Regions from separate parts of the Gossypium hirsutum genome. Here region 2 is linked to region 1. Evidence: chromatin contacts called from public Hi-C data. All regions are on one chromosome and are shown on one strand. The core of a region is the stretch at or near the end of the contact, and the rest is flanking DNA. Distances in the headings are between cores, read along the strand shown. Region 1 holds the start of LOC107915038. Region 2 has its middle 10 kb from the start of LOC107901473.

Region 1 (6,148 bases), core at 1,607-4,106:
CTGGAAATAGAAGAAATATTTGAAAAAATAATAAAGGTCCAAGTTTAGTTTTGTCTCATCAAGATAGATAAGAAATTCTTCTTATATATATTGCTGTGATGCAAATACTGTTATCAATTACCTTGAGAACTTTTTTGATGTTGTGCAAGACTAGAGGCATCTTCTCTGGTGATAATGCAGATAACACAAAAATCTACTTAAAATGTCAGCCCCTTAAAGTATAATAAACATCATTAACAGAAAAAAGATATATAAGCGCTCGTGGCAGACAATGCAATATCCAAAGGATTATTCAAATACCATGGTTACAACATCGACAGAGGCAGGAGAAATATGTTTGCCAAGGTCATCAGAGGTCAGGTCACAGACGAAAGCACTTACACGAGTCTCGTTGAATTCTTTATGTGCCTACAGTAATAAGAAAAAATAATTCATTCATGCTACAATACCTATTTAATCTAGATATCTAAATAATAGCAACTCCCAATTATGGAAAACAGAGCAATTAGGACAAGAAATTAAACCTTAACTAAATTAACTGCTCGTTGTGAAAAGTCACACGCATAAACAAAAACATCTGGGTATGTAGCAATTAAAGGGAATACAGCATTTCCAGCGCCACAGCCAACCTGCTTATCACGGTAACTCACGTTAACTCAATAAAAGGTGAGGAGAATTTAAGAATCTCAAACAAGGACACTACTTAACATACACTATAAGGAAAAGTGTAAAGTGCTACCATAAATAGTGACCAACAATATGAATAAAACATTGAACGAGGTTAGTCACATGATTCACAAATAAAAATAGGGGCATCTCAAATAAGATTACCAGCCTGTTTAAGCAAATAAAATAAGAACTCATAGGGAAAGCTGAAAAGTTAGCACAATTCTCATTTACTCGAACTCAGTTTCTCATTTACTCGAACTCAGTTAACAAGTTAATTTCCAAATAAGCTGGCATTAACAGAAAACCTATAGCAAAAGTAACTCAAGAAAATAGTAGGTAGTCTAATTTGTATGCCACATAGATACTGAACGGGGACTAAGGTGAATGATAACGATCGGTGATTTACCTCCAAAATTACTTTTCTTCCACTTCCCTGAGAAAAAAGGTAAACAAAGGGAGGGGAAAGTTAAAATTTAATGAAAAAAATCATCTTGAAGAATTATAAAATCGATAGTAAAGAGAAGAAAACTGTTAGCTTTGACTCACAGAGAAATACTGATCCCATTCCTTGTCCAAGTAGTGCCGATCTTTGAAAAACTGAAACAATACGAATTGAGCAATGTCATAATCAATACAAGTAATCATAGCAAAACTAAATAAATAAATAAAACTTTTGGCAGTGGTTCCATAGAAGTTTCAGCTTTTGTAGAAGTGACCCAAAAAAGAAACTTGGCAACCAGCACTATAGCTACTACAAAGACCAAACCAAATTTCTAACTTACGAGCCTAGATGTTAGGTACTTGAGAAGCTATACATATCAATTATCATTGCATTAAACGTCATCAAAAGCAACTTGTAACAACCAGTCAAAAAACTGGTTTTGGATCAGAGTAGTGGTAGAGCATTGAAGTAATAACACAGCATTACAACAATGGTAGCAATAGCTAAGAAAAGGGTGAAAAAATAACTAAAGAAAAGTGCAAAGGGACTTGCTTTATCTTGATGCCGCCTGTAGAATTGATCCCAGTACTTCTTAGCATCTCTTTCATACTTAGCTGCAAAAACAAAAAATAAAAATAAAAAAAAACTTAAAACACCAAATATCGACTCGATGCAGACCAAGAATTGTGAGCAAAAAGGGAGTAATTTGGACACCTATCCAAAATGGGGAAACTCCAGTGGTAGTGGGAGGGTATATTTGTATCCTCTGTGCTGGTTGTTGTTGCTTCACATTATTCTCTGTATTGGACTCCATTATTGTATAACCCTTATTGAAAGAAAAAAAAAAGACTTTTAAACGCCATGAAATAGAAATTGTAATTGGCAAATATTAGAAGCGAACAACTAATATAACAAACATGTACCAATGGATTCAGACATTATCTCATAATTTCAAAAACAAAAAAAAAGATGAAAATTTAATGAATTCATCTACCTGAGTTTGAATAGGCGTGCGATCACTGGAGAGGAGAGAGAAAGTCAGAGAAAACAAAGAATTAGGGTTTGCTGCTGAAGCTGGCTTAAGCTAAATGTTAGGATGACGCCTAAAACGCATCGTTTTCGTACGTTTTTCTTCCTTTTTTATTTTTTTTTTCTAAGACTTCCCTGGTACACAAAGTCACAGTCGATCGCATTGAATATTTATAATTAAATGTTTAGCTGATATTTACTTTTAGGTAAAATAATAATTATATTTTTATAATTTCACAACTAAATTGAAACATAATTGATATTTAATTTTATAATTATAGGAACAGCAGCGGGTGGATGAAGGAACGGCGGGGATTGAAGCAGTGGTACAACGGTGGCAATCGACTGTGGTAGCAAAGAGGGGGATTAAAATATTCTTTCTTCTAACAACTCCTCGTCCTTTTCAGGATAGAGAAAGTAAAATGCGTCTTACAACATCTTGTAGAAAGCGTTTTCTTTTTTTTTTTTAAATAACATATATCAATAATTAAAAAAAAAAACGGAGTATAGATACTAAATTAAACCGTACAAAACTCAGTTGGTCTGAAATGAGTTTCAGGTTGCTAAGCAGCAGCATTATCAACTACACAGAGTGCAGTGGCCTTTGTTCCTAATTGTATTTTTAGTTAACAGGGTTTGGTGTTGCAGTAAGAAGTACAGTAATTGGAAATGGAGGATGATGCTGTCTCTAAATTCACCCTTATCAATGTCGCTCAACCACAAGATTTCCACCATTCGCAATGCTGGCCTTTTTAAACTCCACGTTCTTCCTAAATGATTTTCCTATATAATGTTTGTTCCTTGCTTTACATATTCCCTTAGATTGCATTTACTCTTCCTTTTTTCTTTTTTCTTTTTTCTTTTTTCTTTTTGTCGTTTTTTGATATTCTTATAGTTTCCCTTTTAGCTATATATGTTTTAATTTGTAAATACATGTTTTGTTTATTTTTTTAATTTTTTATTTAATTTAGTCCCTATAATCAAAACTATTATAACTTTCATATTTAAACCCCAATACTTGAAACCGATTATAATTTCATCCTTAACCAGCCTTTGAATATTAAAATTTACAAAAATGTTATGTTAAGATTAATATATTTTCATATTAGTCCCTAGTTTCAAAACTAATAAAAATTTATTTACAAAATGGTCTTATTTAGCTACCAAGCTTATAAATCTACCATATAATTTCAACATCTAAAAATCATTAATAGCAAGTTTCAAAATTTTTAACAGTTTTACGAAATAATCTTCAGATTAGCTAGATTAAGCTACAACAATCTTAAAAATATAAAAATTACTAACAATGGACTTAAGGAGTACTCATACGCAAGGGCCGATTATGCTTCAAGAAAATGACTATGGCTTCTTGTTTCTTTTGTGGTTTCAGGTGGAAGAAAATAAGATGGGGAAGATGACCCTTATTTTGTTTTATTAAACTAATTTTTATTTATTTAAAATTTTAACTTAACATTATAATATAATTACTCACCATCCAAATATTATAAATACCACTTAAATCCCTTAACAAAATTTAATTAAGCCACTAGACAACTAAATTCAATGGAAATCAAATTTTTACGATTGTTACGATTTAGTCATTTTTTCTTAATTAACTATTCAATCACTAAAATTACTTGATCAAACACTAATACGAAACTCTAATAACCTCTTAAATATTAAATAAATAATATTTATTTACTCACGAAATTTTAGTCCTGAAGCCACTATTCCCAACACCATCGAAAATGAGTTGTTACAAAGCACTTCAAAAAGATGTCTGCAAGTTGCCCATAACATGTCATTATTGAACAATTCCTTTTACAATACTTCTACAAAGGATTACTTCTTGTAAAAATAGAATGTCGATAATGGAAATAAAAGAGAGAAAAATAGAACACACAGATTTTATGTGGAAACCCTTTTGGGGAAAAACCACAGGTAGAGGAGAAGAAAATTCACTATGTCGAATTCGAATGATCCAAAGGAAAGACGACTACGTCTATTTATAACTTTGTAAAACTATATTCTAATCAAATTCAAATAGAAGTAATGCAGTAAGTTTAAAACACCTTATTCTAATCAACATCAAATAGAGAAAGCATACTTCTAAACGGATTTCACTTGTGCAACCTGTACTATACCGCGAGTGTAACAGGTTGTTTTCAGTGAAATCGGAATAGTGGTTTCGGGACCACAAATCCGAGTCTGTAAGAAAAAATTATTTTAAAATTATTTTATGGTCTACCATATGATAGAAATATCGTATAAAAATATTGTTAAGAAAATTTTACCGATTTCATGTTTAATTAGATGGAAAGGACCAAATTGCATAAAATGTGAAAGTTGAGTTCTAGTACTATAAGTATCAAATAACTATGGAATTCAAAATTGGAGGTCCTTATGGCAAATAGACCATTAAGAGGAGCTAGTATATAAGTTTGATGATTCATCCATGGAAAATTAAATAAAGGAAATGATGAAATTGGAAAGTGGAAAGTGGAAATAGTAAAAGATGATAAATAATTAAATAACAAAATATCATACTTTTCATCATCTTTCCCAAATTATTTTACATGGAAACCCTAGCTAAGAGAAAATAATTCAAGCAAGCTTACTTGGCTTAATTGGGTAAGTAATTTTGTCCCGTTTTTAGTAATTTTTATATTTTCGAGATCATAATAGCTTAATCTAGCTATCTCGGGGATTAATTTGTAAATTTATCAAGATATTAAAGTTTTACATGGATGAATATGCATGAATTATGAAATTTATGGTAGAAAACTAAAGGTTGTTGATAGATACATAACTTTTGTAAAGTAAATTTTGATGAAATTGTGATTTAGGGACTAAATTGGAAAGATGTAAAATTTATGGAAAAATTTTGAATTTTATGAATTACATGGGCTGCAAATGTTACATGTAAAAATCGGTTAGACTTGGAATAAGGATTAAATTGCATGAATTTTATTTTCTGAGCCAGGGACGAAATCGACATTAATTAAAAGTATAGGGACAAAATGGTAATTTTTCTTAGGACGTGAATTGAATTGAATTGAATATGAATTGTATTAAATTGAGCTAAAGTTACTCGTATAAATCCAGATAGACAAAATACGGACTAGATCGAGGTAAAAAAAAGTAACGGATTAGTAGTATACAAGTTCACGAATATTGTCGAGGTAAGTTCGTGTAACTAAATTGAATCTAATAATTTGAATGGGTTGTCTAATGTGATATCAGTCATGTCAGCATAGAAATATGTCAGAAAAGGTTATGATGCTTACATTGTTTATGTATTGGATACTAAAGTATCTGAATCAAAGATTAAATCAGTGATAGTAGTCTGTGAGTATCCTGATGTGTTTTCGAAAGAATTACCTGGATTACTGCCGGTCAGAGAGGTTGAATTCTCTATAAATCTTATTCTGGGGACAACACCAATATCTATAGCACCCTATAGAATGGCTTCTACTGAATTAAAAAAGTTAAAAGCGCAGTTGTAAGAACTGACTAACAAAGGCTTTGCTAGACCTAGTTTCTCACCTTGGGGTGCGCTGGTCTTGTTTGTCAAGAAAAAATATGGATCATTGAGATTGTGTATTGATTACCGACAACTCAATAAAGTTATAATTAAAAATAAGTATCCACTACCCCGCATTAATCACTTGATTGATCAGTTGAAAGGTGTTATAGTATTTTCAAAGATTGATCTTCGTTCTGGTTACTATCAGTTACGAGTAAAAGATTCAGATGTGCCGAAAACAACATTCAAAACCAGGTACGGACATTATGATTTCTTGTGATGCCATTTGGCTTAACAAATGCACCTACGGTATTTATGGATTTAATGAATAAAATTTTTAGACTGTATTTGGATAGATTTGTGGTGGTACTTATTGATGATATTCTGGTATATTCCCGAGATGAAACCGAGCATGCTGACCATTTGAGAATTATTCTACAAACACTTCGTGAGAAACAGTTGTATGCTAAATTTAGTAACTA
Region 2 (6,248 bases), core at 2,296-4,795, 150 kb before region 1:
TCCCCATTCCCTGCTTCTAGTATCTAAGCTCTTTCCTTGACATTACCCCATTCTGAAAGAAAGACCTTGTCCTTAAGGTTCTCAGTAGGTGCAGGTTGAAGAAAATCCTCCATCATCAAAGGCATAGGAGTGATTTGTTGAAGAGGTTGACCCTTACATGGTTTGAGCTAGGACACATGAAATATGAGATGTATGCGGGTGGAATCAAGTAATTCCAGCTTGTAAGCCACAAGACCAATACGTTTTAAAATTTGATTAGGGCCAAATAATTGTGGTCCAAGCTTTTGATGTCTCATTAGACGTAACTACAATTTTCGATAGGGTTGTAAACACACAAAAGCCCAACTATCTTCCTCGAGTTTTAGTTCGCGTCGATGCTTGTCCGCTTGATTTTTCATACATCCTTGCGCTTGAATTAAATTGTCTTTCAATACCCGAAGCAACACATCACGTTCTTGCAAATCATGATCTATCTGAGCATTACAAGAACAGCCCTTTAAGTAGTTGAAGATGGTGGGAGGGTCACGTCCATACAAAGCTCGAAAAGGGGTCATCCCTGCTGATGTCTGATAGGTCGTACTGCACCAGTACTCCGCCTATGCAAAGTATTGTTCCCACATGCTCGAATCATCGCCTGCTATACAACGAAGATACATCTCTAGACATCGATTCAAAACTTCAATTTTCCCATCAGTCTGTGGGTGGTAAGCTGAACTTAAACATAACTCGGTTCCTTGCAGCTTGGCTATTTCGGTCCGCATTTCATTAAAAAAATCTGATCTCTATCACTGACAATTGTTATCGGTATCACATGAAGTTTCACAAACCCTTGTACCATGACCTTGGCTACATATTTACTATCAAAAAGCTTCGGATGTGCAAAAAAAATGTCTGTACTTAGTGAGCTAGTCAACAAGTACCAAGATAGTCTCCTTCCCCTTAGATTTCAGCAAGCCCACTATGAAGTCTAAAGAAATGTCTTCAAATACCTGGTTCGGAATGGGGAGGGGTTGAAGAGGTCCCGTCGGGGCCAAGCTATAACTTTTCATTCATTGGCAAACTTGGCATTTAGTGACAAACTGTCGAACCTCTTTCCGCATACCTTTCCAATAAAATTTTGCAGCTAATCTCTAAAAGGTACGTGTAATACCAGCATGTCCACCCATTATCGAACTATGACATTCTCGTAACAACAGTGATTTCAGTGCAGCTTCCTAAGGTACCAAAATTCTCCCTCACACCAATATCAAACCATCCTGCTCTTCATACCCAGAAAAATCGGTTTGTCCCTCTCAAATGCTAGTTCAAATGTTTTGAATATCAGTATCCTGTTGACTTGCTGCACGTAGATCATCAATGATACCAAATAGTGGTCGAGAAAAAGCCATGAAAGATGCTTCGATATCCCTGGATAATGTGTCAGCAACATTGTTGAGTTTCCCTGATCGGTAACGGATCTCAAAATCGTACCCGATTAATTTCAACAACCATCATTGTTGTTTCGGAGTTTGTATAGTTTACTGGTTCAATTCCCTCAACGACTGCTGATCAATGATGATGATGAATTTATGAACCACAAGATACTGACGCCACTTGCCCACTGTCTGGGTAATGGAAAACATTTCTCAGTTGTAAGTGGAAGCACCTTGCATTCGTAGACTAAGCTTCTAGCTAAAATAGGCTAATGCTTTACCCTCTTAAGTTAAAATCACTCTTATCCCTGTTCCAGAAGCGTTGGTTTTGATCTAAAATTCTTTATCAAACTACGACAGTCCAAGCGCTGAGCATAGCAAAGACGTGATTTCAAGTGTTCTATGGCATATTGAGCTGCTTCAGTCCATTCAAATGATTGGCCTTTGCAAAGAAAATCAGATATAGGAGCTACAATAGTGGCAAATCCCTTAATAAATTTAAGATAGTATGATGCAATGCCTAAAAACCCCCGCATGTCCTTGATCGTGGTAGGTACCAGCCAAGCTCGGATTGCCTCAACCTTTACGGGATCCACTGCCAATTCCTATCTTGAGACTATATAACCCAGATATTCAACTGTGGCCCGTCCGAATGTACACTTGATGCGCTTTGTGACAAAACCATTCTCTTGCAACTTTTGTAGCACATATCATACATGTTTTAGGTGTTCCTGCCAATTCCAACTATAAACAAGAATGTCATCCAGAAAAATTAAAACAAACTTACGTAGAAATGGTCGGAAGAGATCGTTCATTGTTTCTTAAAAAGTGGATGGTGCATTGGTTAACCCAAACGGCATTACGAGGAACTTGTAATGTTCTTCATGTGTTTGGAACGTTGTTTTTGGGACATCGTCATCCTTGACTCAAATCTGATGATATCTAGCAATTAAATCCAATTTGGAGAAGAAGTGAGAATTACCCAATTCATCAAAAAGCTCCTCGGCAATGGGAATAAAAAAATTATCCTTAATGATGACTGCATTTAAGGCACGGTACTCAATGCAAAACCACCACGTTCTATTCTTCTTCTTTACCAACAGCCCCGGAGAAGAAAATGGACTATTAGTCTTGCGAATCAATTGGTGGTCTAACATGTGTTGAACTTGATGTTCAACTTCCTCTTTTTGAAAATAGGGATATCTGTATGGCCTGACATCAACCGGTTTGCTCATAGGTTGTTGATGGATAGCATGGTCGGTTTCTCTAACAGGGGGTAAACCGTGTGGTGCAACAAAAACCATTTTGAACTTAGCCAATAGACTTTTCATATCCTCTGGTTCAACTGTGCCTTCCATCGCTGGTCTCGTATCGATTTGCAAATAATAATACGCAGTCACTGCCTTAGTGTCTTTCAAATACCGTAAGGATTGCAATTGTATTGGTTGATGTGCCAACCCTGTTTCCCCTTTCTAGCGATATTCCTTTTCCACTTGACGGAATTAAAACTGGAGCGTAGAAAAATCCATAGTTACTAGCCCTAAAGTGGCCATCCAAGCAACCCCTAAAATCATTTTATTGGCTTCTAATGGTAGCACATAGAAGTTTGTCATCAATTCAGTACCTTGAACTCGTAGTTTAAGATTATGCATACAACCCTTATTTTGTAACTTGTCTTCGTTACCCACCAAAACACTAAAATTTGACATTGTCGTCACCGTCAAACCTAAATGTTTCGCTACTCAAGACTGTATAAAGTTATGTGTACTACTGCCGTCAATCAAAATATGTACCTGATGGCCTTGAATCTCCCCCATAACACGAAAGGTATTAGGAGTTAAGCAGCCCACAAGGGCATTGAAGGAGACCAGAGATTATTTTTGCACGGTGTCGTCTGAAACCTCTAGTTCGTTGCCCTCATTCACCATCGTCCTTATCACCGTAACTAGGTGCTCATCCTCAAGTTCATCATCCAGTAGAAATAACTGAGGATCCTTACATTTATGACCCAGAACGAATTTAGCATCACAGTAATAACACAAAACTCTCTCGTTGTGCTTGATATTGCATAGGGTTAGGAGAGATCGTGTGATGGTCTGATGAAGGTGGGCGTTCGGGTTGTGCTTTAGGCCCAATAGGAAACATAATGGGTGTTAATAATAGAGGTGGTAGTTTTAGACTCAGTACCTGATCCAATGATTTCCGTGTCTCGTTAGATTTGGCTTCATGAAAGTGGGCCAGAGCAAGTACTTCGTTCATAGAATTGGATCGATAGCCCAGGACCTCATTTTTTATATTCGAATAGAGCCTAGACACAAAACATTGTATAAGGAATTCATTAGATAGGTTGGTTGTGCGTAAGAAAAAGTCTTCAAAACGTGTTTGATAATCTTCCATTGTTGTTGTTTGGATAAGCTTAGAACGCTGTTGAATCACTCCGAACAAATGGTGCCAACCCGCCAGCTGACGTTGTCGTTGTATCCAACAGAACCATTTCTTGGCAGTTCCTTCCATTTTGAAGGATACCATGGTTACCTGATGGTGGTCTTTAGTGCCGTAAACTCAAAGAAGTCATTCTTGGATGCTAGCCACTCTTCTAGGTCTGTCCCATTAAATAGGGGTAACTCTACTTGAACTGGTTTTGGTGAGAAGGGAAATACAACATTGGATTCGGCTCTTATCTTTGCCTTGCCCCAGTTAACCATGATTTCCATTGTACCTTCACCATCACAAAAAGTGGTTCCATAGCTCTCAACTATGCAGGAATCACCGTTAACTGGCGAACTACATCATGAAAGGTTTGCTAAGTGGTCGCATTCCATTGCTTTTGATCCACTACCTGAGATTGGAGAGTGACCAAAATTTGATCATGACAGGCACTCGTCTCCTGCAAAGTTTTTATGGATTCAGTGTTATTCATCATATTGTCCAATCTCGATGGAAGCACCAAAATGTTATGTGTCAGTAACCAGAAAAAGAGAATATAGGAATAGAAAGGAGAATAGATAGTAGGTTAAGAAGTTTGAAAAATATCCAAGGAATACAAATAGATTTCACATTCTACATTCTCTATTATTTATATGCTTAATCTCTAGGATCCTTAGAAGCAGACAAAATTGATTAAGGCCTGGGGTGCCTTTCTCTCTCTCAAGCTTCTACGTAATTCTTAATTGTCCTTGGTGGTTGTTTCTTGATTGCCAGCTCCTTCTGTGGTTACGTCCTTATTCCTTGCTTCTACTATCTCAGCTCTTTCCTTGACAAACAATGTAAAAAAAAAAAAACTAGTCTTCACCTAATCTCAAGTTGCAATTGCAAAGATGATAAAAAATATATATTTGTTATTGGGACTTCTTTGTAGATTACACCCTACAGGTTGTTGGATAAGAAGTTTGTTATCACTTTTAAGTAAAATTTCGATTTTTGATCTTATAAATGAGGAAAATAAGCCTTAGAAAACTTTTTTTTCTTCGTTTAAGGTTCAATCTACTAATCACACGTTCATCTAATTAATCTATAGTGTTCAATAGTAATTAGTAGGATAGTATAAACCCTCTTATAATTATTAGGCATTCTAATTTACGTGTTTTGTTATCTGATTAGGTGTAATTACATTGTAATATTTTATATCATGTTTGGCACTATAAATTGTAATTACACAATTATATAAGTTTAAATATAAGATAAACAGAATATTACTTATTATAAAACTATCAATAATATTTTAGAAAAAAATTCTCTAAACAAAGTAACAAAACTTAAAATTGAATCATCATATGTAATATGATAGTATAAGAAAATATTCGACAATATGATTACCAATAAAAAAAAACATTGCAATTTTTATCTAATTACTCTGGCATTCCATATTTGATGCATTATTCCCTCTCTAGCATTAAACATGTATTCTTTGTCATATCTATTAATCAATGGTTAAGTATAAATATTAATATGGAATATTTTTTAATTTAGTTAAAATTAGTATAAATAATTTATAATAAATAATATGTAATTAAATTAAATTTTTAGCAGGTCAAAGTGTATGAAATTTTTTTGATTGAATCTTAACTCAATTAGCATTGTTTTTGTTGCAACAACCTAGAGGACGTAAGCTCAAACAAGTTTAATCGTGTAATATTCTCTACTTTAAGGATTGGGAGAAGAAATTATGTATAGCGTAGGCAATAATGTATCAAAAAGTGTATGAAAAGTTATCATTCGTCAATAAAATTACCAAATTGTCATGATTATCTTTTTAAGTGGATGTCTATCAAGATCAATATAAGTTTTGATGTATTTTAAATTTTAATAGTCATTAGAATTAGATCTCTACTTCATTTATATTTCTTATGCCTATAAATAAAGACTTTGAAGAAGTATTATAATCATCCCATTGATAAATAAAATACATTCTATTTGCTTCTCATATTTTATTTGTTCTTTACTCTCTCTATCTCTCTTTATTTTATAACACGTTATCAGAACGATCTTGCTCAAAATGATACTTCCTTTTATCGAGGATCAAATTTTTCTTGCTCAAAGTGATAAAACCTTTTATCGACGATTAAATTTATTCTCCATGATTTCCAAGATCTTAGATGGCAAGATGCAAAATTTTCGCAGGAAGTTTCTTTTATTTAAGTTTCATATTTGATTATTTTTAGCTAATTCATGATGAATTATAATTATTTTGATTAACTTATTTTATTTTTATGTTATTAAGGATGGTGAAGAAATTGATATAGCTATCTATATGAAATTGTGAAATAAGATCCATTCTCAAAGTTTGTTACTGATAAATTTTGATTGGATTCAAAGTCTACTACTAGAGTCTAAATT

What was found. A called contact is a pair of places that touch in the nucleus more often than the background predicts.
Region 2: a Hi-C map of leaf shows a contact between it and region 1, with 1.8 times the contacts expected there. The contact joins the enhancer-like site here to the promoter of LOC107915038 in region 1. A contact is called at or near these places in 2 of 34 Hi-C or Micro-C datasets (both in leaf).

The regions. Positions count from the first base shown.
Region 1 is chrD06:18,245,413-18,251,560 of Gossypium_hirsutum_v2.1, reverse strand. LOC107915038 reads right to left here and starts at 2,856. Exons shown (of 13, transcript XM_016844135.2): 1 at 2,106-2,856; 2 at 1,826-1,937; 3 at 1,664-1,725; 4 at 1,216-1,266; 5 at 1,076-1,102; 6 at 525-629; 7 at 301-408; 8 at 122-160. The coding sequence starts at 1,925.
Region 2 is chrD06:18,400,943-18,407,190 of Gossypium_hirsutum_v2.1, reverse strand. No RefSeq gene overlaps it. Among protein-coding and RNA genes, the nearest start is that of LOC107901473, 10 kb to the left of the region's middle. Within about 2 kb of position 3,545, at least 9 of the 9 cell types and tissues checked have an H3K27ac peak or open chromatin away from gene starts, as enhancers often do. A contact at or near this core is called in leaf, where this site is marked.